3 separate regions of the Mus musculus genome follow, and all the other regions are linked to region 2. Evidence: chromatin contacts called from public promoter capture Hi-C data. All regions are on one chromosome and are shown on one strand. The core of a region is the stretch at or near the end of the contact, and the rest is flanking DNA. Distances in the headings are between cores, read along the strand shown. Region 1 holds the start of Fbxo48 (F-box protein 48). Region 2 holds the start of Sertad2 (SERTA domain containing 2). Region 3 holds the start of Rel (reticuloendotheliosis oncogene).

Evidence for each region. Promoter capture Hi-C pulls out the DNA fragments that hold promoters and counts their contacts.
Region 1: a promoter capture Hi-C map of pre-B cells shows a contact between it and region 2, with 6 times the contacts expected there. The contact joins the promoter of Fbxo48 here to the promoter of Sertad2 in region 2. A contact is called at or near these places in 1 of 39 promoter capture datasets (pre-B cells) and 1 of 484 Hi-C or Micro-C datasets (CD4 T cells).
Region 3: a contact with region 2 is called in a promoter capture Hi-C map of pre-B cells, with 3 times the contacts expected there. The contact joins the promoter of Rel here to the promoter of Sertad2 in region 2. A contact is called at or near these places in 2 of 39 promoter capture datasets (liver and pre-B cells).

What each region holds. Positions count from the first base shown.
Region 1 is chr11:16,949,793-16,952,734 of GRCm38.p6, forward strand. Fbxo48 (F-box protein 48) reads left to right here and starts at 1,618. Exons shown (of 4, transcript NM_176982.2): 1 at 1,618-2,672. Eldr (Egfr long non-coding downstream RNA) reads right to left here and starts at 1,490. Exons shown (of 4, transcript NR_110425.1): 1 at 1,228-1,490; 2 at 1,090-1,138.
Region 2 is chr11:20,630,626-20,633,356 of GRCm38.p6, forward strand. Sertad2 (SERTA domain containing 2) reads left to right here and starts at 1,352. Exons shown (of 2, transcript NM_001038625.1): 1 at 1,352-1,648.
Region 3 is chr11:23,769,700-23,772,399 of GRCm38.p6, forward strand. It overlaps Rel (reticuloendotheliosis oncogene), which reads right to left and starts at 1,270. Exons shown (of 10, transcript NM_009044.3): 1 at 981-1,270. The coding sequence starts at 990.

The DNA of each region.
Region 1 (2,942 bases), core at 368-2,867, 3.7 Mb before region 2:
GTGTAAGAATCCAGTAACCTCTTTGTACCTTGCCGGTATGTCACCCAACTTCCCTATTTTCTTCTGTATAAAAAGTTTGATGCTCGATTTGACAAATTACATTCAGATTCTACACAATCTCATCTGTCGCTTCTGTTTGTCATTCGCCGACTCCTTGTCCACCTGCAACCAGAGACCCGTTCCACACAGATAGGAGACCCAAAAAGGCGATAGTCTGCGGCAATACTGCCCACAGTGGGCTGGGCTCGCCATAGATCTATCATCAAGAAAATGCCACCATAAACTTGCCTACAGTCCAGTCCGAGTGAGACAATTCCTCATTTGAGGTTCCTTCTTCCAAGGTGTCAAGTTGACAAAAACCAACCAGCACACACCAAATGGTGCCCCCTTCCCCCCACCCCCCCACCACCACCACCACATACACACACACCATTTCCTCTTTCCTTGTATTTCTGACTCATATCTTCTATAGAAAGCTATAGGCTTTCTTATGCCAGCTAGTGGGATGTATGGCTTTGATCGGATTGGTGTTTTTTATGAAAGCAGCTCCCTTCCCTCAGCTCTCACCCCAAGGTCTGTTCCTTCTGGTAAGTCTCTGACTTCTTATTTCAGACATTAACTGGGAATGTGAAGAAGCTCAATACACGAGGTAGTCCGCTCTTAAATGTGTCTTCCCAGGGGAGTCACAGTTTCTTGAATCCATAACAGGGGATATTGAGCGTTTCTATGTATATATATGTACATCCTGGAAAGTTCCCCAGGATGCTTTCTGCCATTAGGCCTAAGTAAACAAGTATCTCTTAGCTTCAACATCTTTATAATCAGAGACATATAGAATGTTCAAACTAAAGGCCGTAAGGGTGTAATATGCAAAAGCAGTCTTAGAGAAATACAGAACTGCACGAAAGACTGGCAAGGGGTAAATGTTGAATGCTAGCAAATATCTTCTCTGGGAACAAAACTACAATGTTCAGCTAACTTAATAACCACATAAGCTGAAAGGTTTGCAATTCCATCGTATATAGCAGTCTCGGTAGTCCTTGATATTTCACTATATTTTTGCAAGATGCTACTAGATAGAATACATACCGCATCGAGCGTTAAGCTTCCCCGGGCAGCTCCCTGGAATGTTACTATGCTAAGAAACAAAGGAAATGAGTAACACGATATTATCATCAAAAAAAATTTCAACGTGAACTTTTTCAGCAACCTTTGTCGAGCACACACCTCAGGGAAGGAGCACCTAGTCAGGTTGCAGAGTCCCCTGGGGAGAGAGAGCCTTGGCGCTCAAACTCTCGGCCGTCTCAAAGCCCTCGCTAGCTACCAAAGCACTTTGGGAGTCCCGCCCTTTGCAAGTCCCGCCCTTTGTAAGTCCCGCCCTTTGTAAGTCCCGCTCTTTTAAGTCCCGCCCATGTGCCCGCTGTCACTCAGCGGGGACGCTGGACCTTGCAGTGACTTGGGCCTCCTTTCTTTCCTTCCCTTACGGTGATGAAACGCAGGGTAAACTACCAATCCCAGAAGGCACCGCGCATGCAAATGGGTGGAGCGAGGCTTGAGAGGGCGGGACATGAAGGCCTTCCGGAAAAGATTCAAATCCGGAGGACTGAAATCGCGGGAGGAGCCGGCACCGCGCCTTTAGGTAGGAGAGGCAGCTCTGCCCTTCCCTGCACAGGGACCAGCGTGCTCAGCTGTGGTCGGTCGCTTCTCCTGCCTGTCCTCACAGCACAGGGATGTGGTTGCGCTCGCCAGGACTGGTGTGGGCTCCCTGAGAACTAGTCTTGCCCGACGATGCTCTTTCTCGGTTTGCTCACTCCTAGTGACATTTGACAGGACGGTGGATGGAGGGGCTGGAGGTGGCCCAGAGTGACCGCTCTTCTCAAAGACCCAGGTTTAGTTCCCAGTGTCCACAGAGGGGTCTTGCCACTGACTGTTACTCCATTTCGGGGATCCCACCCCCCTTTTGGCTCCTGCGGGCAGCGCACGCACTGTGTGCTGAGACTTGTTTGCAAGCAAACCGGCAATACACATACATAGAAGCAGATCTTTGAAAAGGAGGTGGGAGGACCGCAAGCTAACGCAATATTTCCGCAAGGTTGGTTCAAAAAGAGGCGACATACAAGGAATAGCTTTCGAGGCATTCAAGAGAGATAATTTAGAAGATTCCTAGTGAGATTTTTGGGAATATGACCAAGGCACCACAGAATGTTCAATTGAAAAACTTCCTGCCTCTTGTGGAATTCCTTTGACAGAAGGAAAGATTTTATTCCTAGGGAGAGCCTGGGAGAAACAGCAAACATCTGAGTGTAGTGTAACCTCCTAATAGAAACTTAGTTTCAAAGATGACACTTTGCCTTTAGTTTGTACCAGTGGTAGGAGGGGAGAAGGTTCGTTGCAAATACTTGATCTTGTGGGTTTTGTCTTGTTTTTGCACACCAAGTTGCTTTCTATTTTCTATTTCTAAAGGAAGCCCCTGTTCAGTTCAGACATTACAGTTCTAACCACAACCAGTTTGGATCATAAACAGCCTAACCAAAGGTAGTCACCATGATGTTACTAACTACAAAGACTCGAGTAGTGCATCTGAAAAGGGAATTGTTAGTCACTGAATGAAGAGATATTTAGCTATACATCAAATGCCTATTGTATCCTGATTCTCCACCACAAAAGGAACTGTAAGTATTATAAAGTAGGTAAACACAAATTGTGCTTATATTGCAACATGGCCCAGGATGATGTGTGCAGCCTTGAAGCTTCCAGAAGCTTCCACTGTGGTCCTTGAGAACATTAGCTGGAATAAGGCTTTACATCTATAGCTATATACTATTCCTAGCTGAATTATGAACTACTTAGATTGTACTTGTCACTCAGTAATAGATTTGGGGACAGTGATCCTTAGCTCATAATTAGGCACATAAGATAGATTGATTTCTAAGACACCACTC
Region 2 (2,731 bases), core at 102-2,601:
ACATCATAATAATAATTATTATAATTATTAGAGACACATTCTCACTATTTAGTCCTGGCTGGCCTACAACTGCCTATGTAGACCAGGCTGACCTTGAACTAAGAGAGATCTGCCTGCCTCTTCCTACCTAGTGTAGGGGTCCTACAACTGGTGATGGCTCATATTTAATTTTGATAGGATCATCAACTCGATTGATAACAAATCATTACAGAACAGTTTGAGTTGGAATAAATTTGTCTTGATGTTTAAGACCTTTATGTTAGGTCTTAAAGCTTTATTGTCCTTAAATACAACTAGTGTCATGGACCATTAAACAGCAAAGTGGTCTGAAGAGAAATTATTGATTGGAGTGGCAGCCAAAATTTTAAAGTGCCTGAATTTCTTTTGTAATATCTTTATGTAGAATGCATATGCCATTTTAAAGGTAATGATAAATGTTCCTGTTGAGCTGTCCCTGGCCTCTTAGTTCTCTTAAATTCGAACCACTTAGGCACATGCTAATACTAAGGACAATATAAAGCTCCTTGCTAAGTTTGAGTAGTTAAAAACATTAAGGATTTTTTGTTGTTTTGGGGTTTTTTGTTTTTTGTTTTTTAAATGGGAAAGATAAGGCTATCAGCGTGAAACTTGTGGGCAGAGGACCACGCCTCCAGTTCCCTGTGTTCTCCAAGCGTGGTCTCCCTCTGGTTGGCTGCATGGTCTCCATAAAGGATGCAACTCTGGTATGTCCGACCGACTCCAAAGGTACTAGTTGGTGACTCATTTCAACTTCTGTCGTCAGCTCCACACGGAGCCCTTGGCCCCTCCCCCCATTCCCATATCTCCGAGGGCCATTGGTGGACCCTATCCTCCCGCCAGCCGGCCCAAGTGGCCAAATAGCTCGGATGCCTGTCATATTTGTGGTCGCGCTCCTCTGCGGACTGTGCCAGCGCTGCCGTCTTTGTCATCACCCACTCTGTCATGTCTGTTTTCCAGTATGTGGGGGCCATTAGTGGTAGTAGTGGCGGTCCGGCTTGGGCGCTCCCATTTCTACCTCTCCTATTTAGCTTTCAGTCCACAGAAGAGGCTGCATAAGCTTGGTGTCTGTCCGCCGCTTCCTGAGAGTTCACCCTGAGGGAATCTGCATTTATGGCACTTGGGCGGGCCCGGGGCGGGCCCTGCGAAGCTGAGGCGGGTCCGGACCGGCTGGAGGCGGGGCCTACGGAGATCTGGACCTGAAGGCACGGGTGGGCGGGACCTATAGTAGGAGGTGGGAGGGGCAGGGTGGGGCCTATACTGCAGGGGCGGGGCTGGTGGGGCGGGGCCCGGCCAGGCAGGGGGTGGGGCCTACGGGGCCTGGCCGGAGCTCGCCAGAGGCTCGCAGGCGGACGTCACTCCCGCACGGCGAGTGCTGGAGCACGAGCTGTACCTCTCTCGGCCCGGGCGTCCACTCCGCCCGCCTCCTGCTTCCTCCAGGCTGCCCGCCGCCTCCACCATTGTATAATGTTCCCGACTCGCAAGCAGAGGACGCCGGAGTCGTAGCTCCGGCCTCGCCGAGCTCCCTGCTACCGTCGGCCCCGCGGCGGGGGCGCCCCGCATGGAGCGGGCATAGCTTGAGGGGTGGGCGGAAACCCCTCCGATGCGTTAGCTCCTGGTGGACCTGCTTGTGGTGAGTTCCGGGCCGAGCTGGAGGCTCCCCGGGGTTGGGCTCCGGCGGGCGAGGGGCGGTGCTGGGCTGGGCCAGGCGGGAGCCCAAGGCAGCGGAGGCCGGACCGGGCAGGTTGGGGAGCACCCGCTGGCCGCCTGGAGACCCCGACTGTCACGACCTGGGGCGGGGTCCGGGCGGCAGGGGCCCGGAGCTTTTGCCGTCACAGCTGGTGTGTGTGTGTGTGTGTGAGTGTGTGTGTGTGTGTGTGTGCGCGCGCGCGCGCGCTCGCTGTGGTGGCTCTGGTGCTGAGAACGTGCGAGACTTTTTTTTTTTTTTAAAGATTCCGGTTGCTGGCAGGGAGGCTGCTTCACTTTTGAGTTCCGTGTCTGGGTTTGCATCCAACTTGCTATATTGTGTTTCGAGAGTTTCCCGGTGGTTTTGCGTTAAAACAGTTCTCTTCACCCTCTTTTCTTCCGTGCCCAAGTGAATTGATTTTGGATCCAAATGTTTATTAAACTTAATGCCTTCCTGGTTTTTAAATTAGAAATCTACAAGTCATCTTGGTGTTAACCGCCTATGACGGGGCAGAGGGGGGGCGGTGCTGAGGGGAGCCAGCTGTCCCGACGCGTAGACTTTGTACCATTGACACTGGGCACTTCAGAGGACCATTGCGTCGAGAGAAAGTACTGAATTGTTCATATTTTTCTTAACTATAAATTGTCTTAGCTTTAGCCGGAATGGTAGCAAATCAGTAGAGTTGAAAATTGAATTGTAAGTTTCGCAAAGCAGTGAGACTGTTTTAGAATAACTTTTTGCTCGCATCTAGGTAGTTTCAGGAGTAGAAAGTCGGTTTTGCAGGCACTGAGTGGAGGGCAGTCAGCAGGGACAGACTCAGAAACGGCAGATTTTATTTAAGTAGAATCAGTCAAACCCTAGCTGGCTTTCAGGAACAGTCGTTGTTTTCAAGCTTTGTTCTTGAAACGTGCTTTTGAATTCCTAGTATTTGTTAAGAAGTGTTCAGAACCTATGGAAAAGGGCCTGGAGGTTGTAGTCACCAGTAGGATGGCCCAGGCCCTAACTGTTCAGAATTGCTTTTTGTAATTT
Region 3 (2,700 bases), core at 20-2,519, 3.1 Mb after region 2:
AAAACCACAGACAAACTGAAATCAAGTGTCATGTGAAACACCCCAGTTTCCTTTACAGCAGGAGTTATGATATTGTTCTGCTCAACTCTTAAAGAGTTCACTAAGCTTTCTACTTCCTCTTCTCTGCCAGACGTCGGCTGCCTTCTACTGAGGGTCACTGGGAAGATAAGGGTCAGCGTCCTGCTACAGACAGAAGGTGTCATTTTTAGCTCCCACCACCATCTCAGCTGCTTCAAGTGCTTGCTTTACATATAGTACGACTGTCATACTAAACTCCCCTGTCCTGTAAACTGTTTCTTATAAATGTCCCCCTCAAAGCAGATGATCCAAAACTTACTAGTGGCAGATAAAACACTGACATTAAACGATGACATTTTCAACCCTACCAGTTACTTTAAAGTATAATCAAATCTCGTCCTCTTGCTGCTAACAAAACGCGCGTGCAGGTTTGGGGTTGGGGGTTGAAGGGATCGAGGTCTCTACACGGTAAATTAGACAAGCAACATCTTTAGCTCGTGGGGGCGGGGGTAGTGTTTTCGCTTGGAACGAATTAAAACGCCACTGAGGACTTTCACAGCCACGCCACATTCTGTACCAGTGTCAGCCGCTAGCACGATTGGACTTAAAAAAAGAAAGCTCGTCTGAGGTCCGGAGGTTCCTCTTTTTTGTTCAAAAATGTAAAACTGGGTCTCCATACCACTGAGTCTTTAAACGCGAGGCTTCTCTGCTCTCCTTTACTGAGATTACCCCCTGTGATCCTAAAAGCACACCGTTGGGAATTTCGAAGGTTCTGGCTATTAGGAGAAGATCAGATTACAGTGCGCCGCTTTGATTTCACACGCAAACCCCGGAGCGGGCAACTTTTCAAACGGCTGACAATTTGCCAGATGAGAAGACTTGAAAGGCAGACCGTCCTAACCCCAAACGGAGCCCCCGACAGCTCCTCCCCGTGACCCGCGAGTGCTCGCCCCGGTACTCACTCGAGGCCATGGCTCGGCTCCGCGCGCCGCTCGCTGCAGCTTCCAGCGTCCGGCCCGAGGCTGCAAGGCAGCCAGTCAGTCAGTCAGTGAGTCAGTCAGCCAGGCAGTCGGTCAGGCAGGCAGTCAGCCAGCTAGCCCGTCAGTCAGCCAACCAGTGAGGAGGCTGAGCAGCCTCCGCAGCCGGGACGCCTGTCCTCGGACCACCCCCGGGCCTCCTCTTCTTTCCCGGCTCCTCTGGGTTTGCGGCTCACACCTTCCCACCCCCGAATCTTCGCGCTCCGGTCACTAGTGTCCTGGCGTCGCCTTGCCAGGATGCCGCGGCAGGGGCAGGGGGCGGGGCGGACCGCCCGGCGGAACGTGGGGGGAGGGGGGGGGATTTCCCGCTGCTTACGTCACTCGCGCCACCGCCTACCCGGGGCGGGGGGCGGAGCCTCGCGGCGGGCGCGCGACCCCGCGCGGGCCAGTGCGCTTACTTCCTCCAGAGCCACCACAGCCTGCACGCTCGCGCCGGGAGCTCCGTGAGGGCGCGCAGCGACGACTCCGCGCGTGAGAAGCCGTCGGTCCCTGAGAAATCCCCCTCCTCCAGAGTCCTTGAGAGCGCCGCTTAAAGCCGAGGGGCGTGTTCGTGACGTCATGCTGGCCGAGCGGCCGGAGGCGGGCCGGGCGGTGCACCGGGCGCGCTCCTTGGCCGCCCGAGGCCCGCCCGGGGTTTTCGACCGGTGGTTCCCCCTCTTCCCGATTTCGCACATGCAAATCTCCGCCCCCGCGCCAGAGAGTTGTCCGGGTGCTCTGGAGGGGAAGTGCGGAAGCGCCAGCGCCCGCGTTCGGCAGTAAGGCGCAGATTTGCATACGGGGACCCCCGCAGCCTTATTTTCCCTCTATATCTACATTACGTCTTTTACCTACCAAAGTTTTTCAGCTGCACTGCGAGGCCGCTAACCCCATTCTGTATAAATGTACACGACGTCCAGAGATTGGCCGAGATACCCACGGCCTGAGGCCTGGACCGAACTTTGGTGCTTTGACAGGTCAGGCGGAATCTTGTTTGCCTTCAGTTGCTAATACGCACCTGTTCTCTTAGTCTATGATGTATTAGCATGTCATTGTATACACGAGTATTAGGGTTGATTGGGGTTTGGAGAAGCTGAGTAGCTTGTCCATACTTTAGAGTTCTAGAAAGGAATTGCACGATTTAAGCTTAAGATTATCCAGCCCCGTTTAGCGCACTGCACTCCCAGCACGCGGGAGGCTGAGGTAGGTGGACTGTCTCAACAACAGAAATAACTCAGGGTTATCTGGCTCCACCTCTTACGTTCTCCAGTCATTTACTGACTAAAACAAGTAATGGAGGGGAAATAGAGAATATCATCTTGCATGGCCAACAAGATAGCTTAGAGAATAATTGCGCTTGCTACCAAGCCTGACAAATTGAGTTTGATCCATGGAAGGACAGAATCAACTTCCAAAAGTTGTCCTCTTACCTCTACATGCGCTTCAAAGAACGCCAAAGTGTGTGTGTGTGTGTGGGGGGGGGGGGGTTGGATAATTAAAATATATACTATCCTGTCATAAAAAATTCATCCTGTTATACAACTCCCCCAAAGTGAAGGAAATAATTAAAATCTGCTAGTTCCAAATTGTCTTCTCAAAGAGTATAAATAGCAGTTGTGTTTTTAGTTAAACACAATCATAAACAAGTCACAAAGATATAAAATAAAAT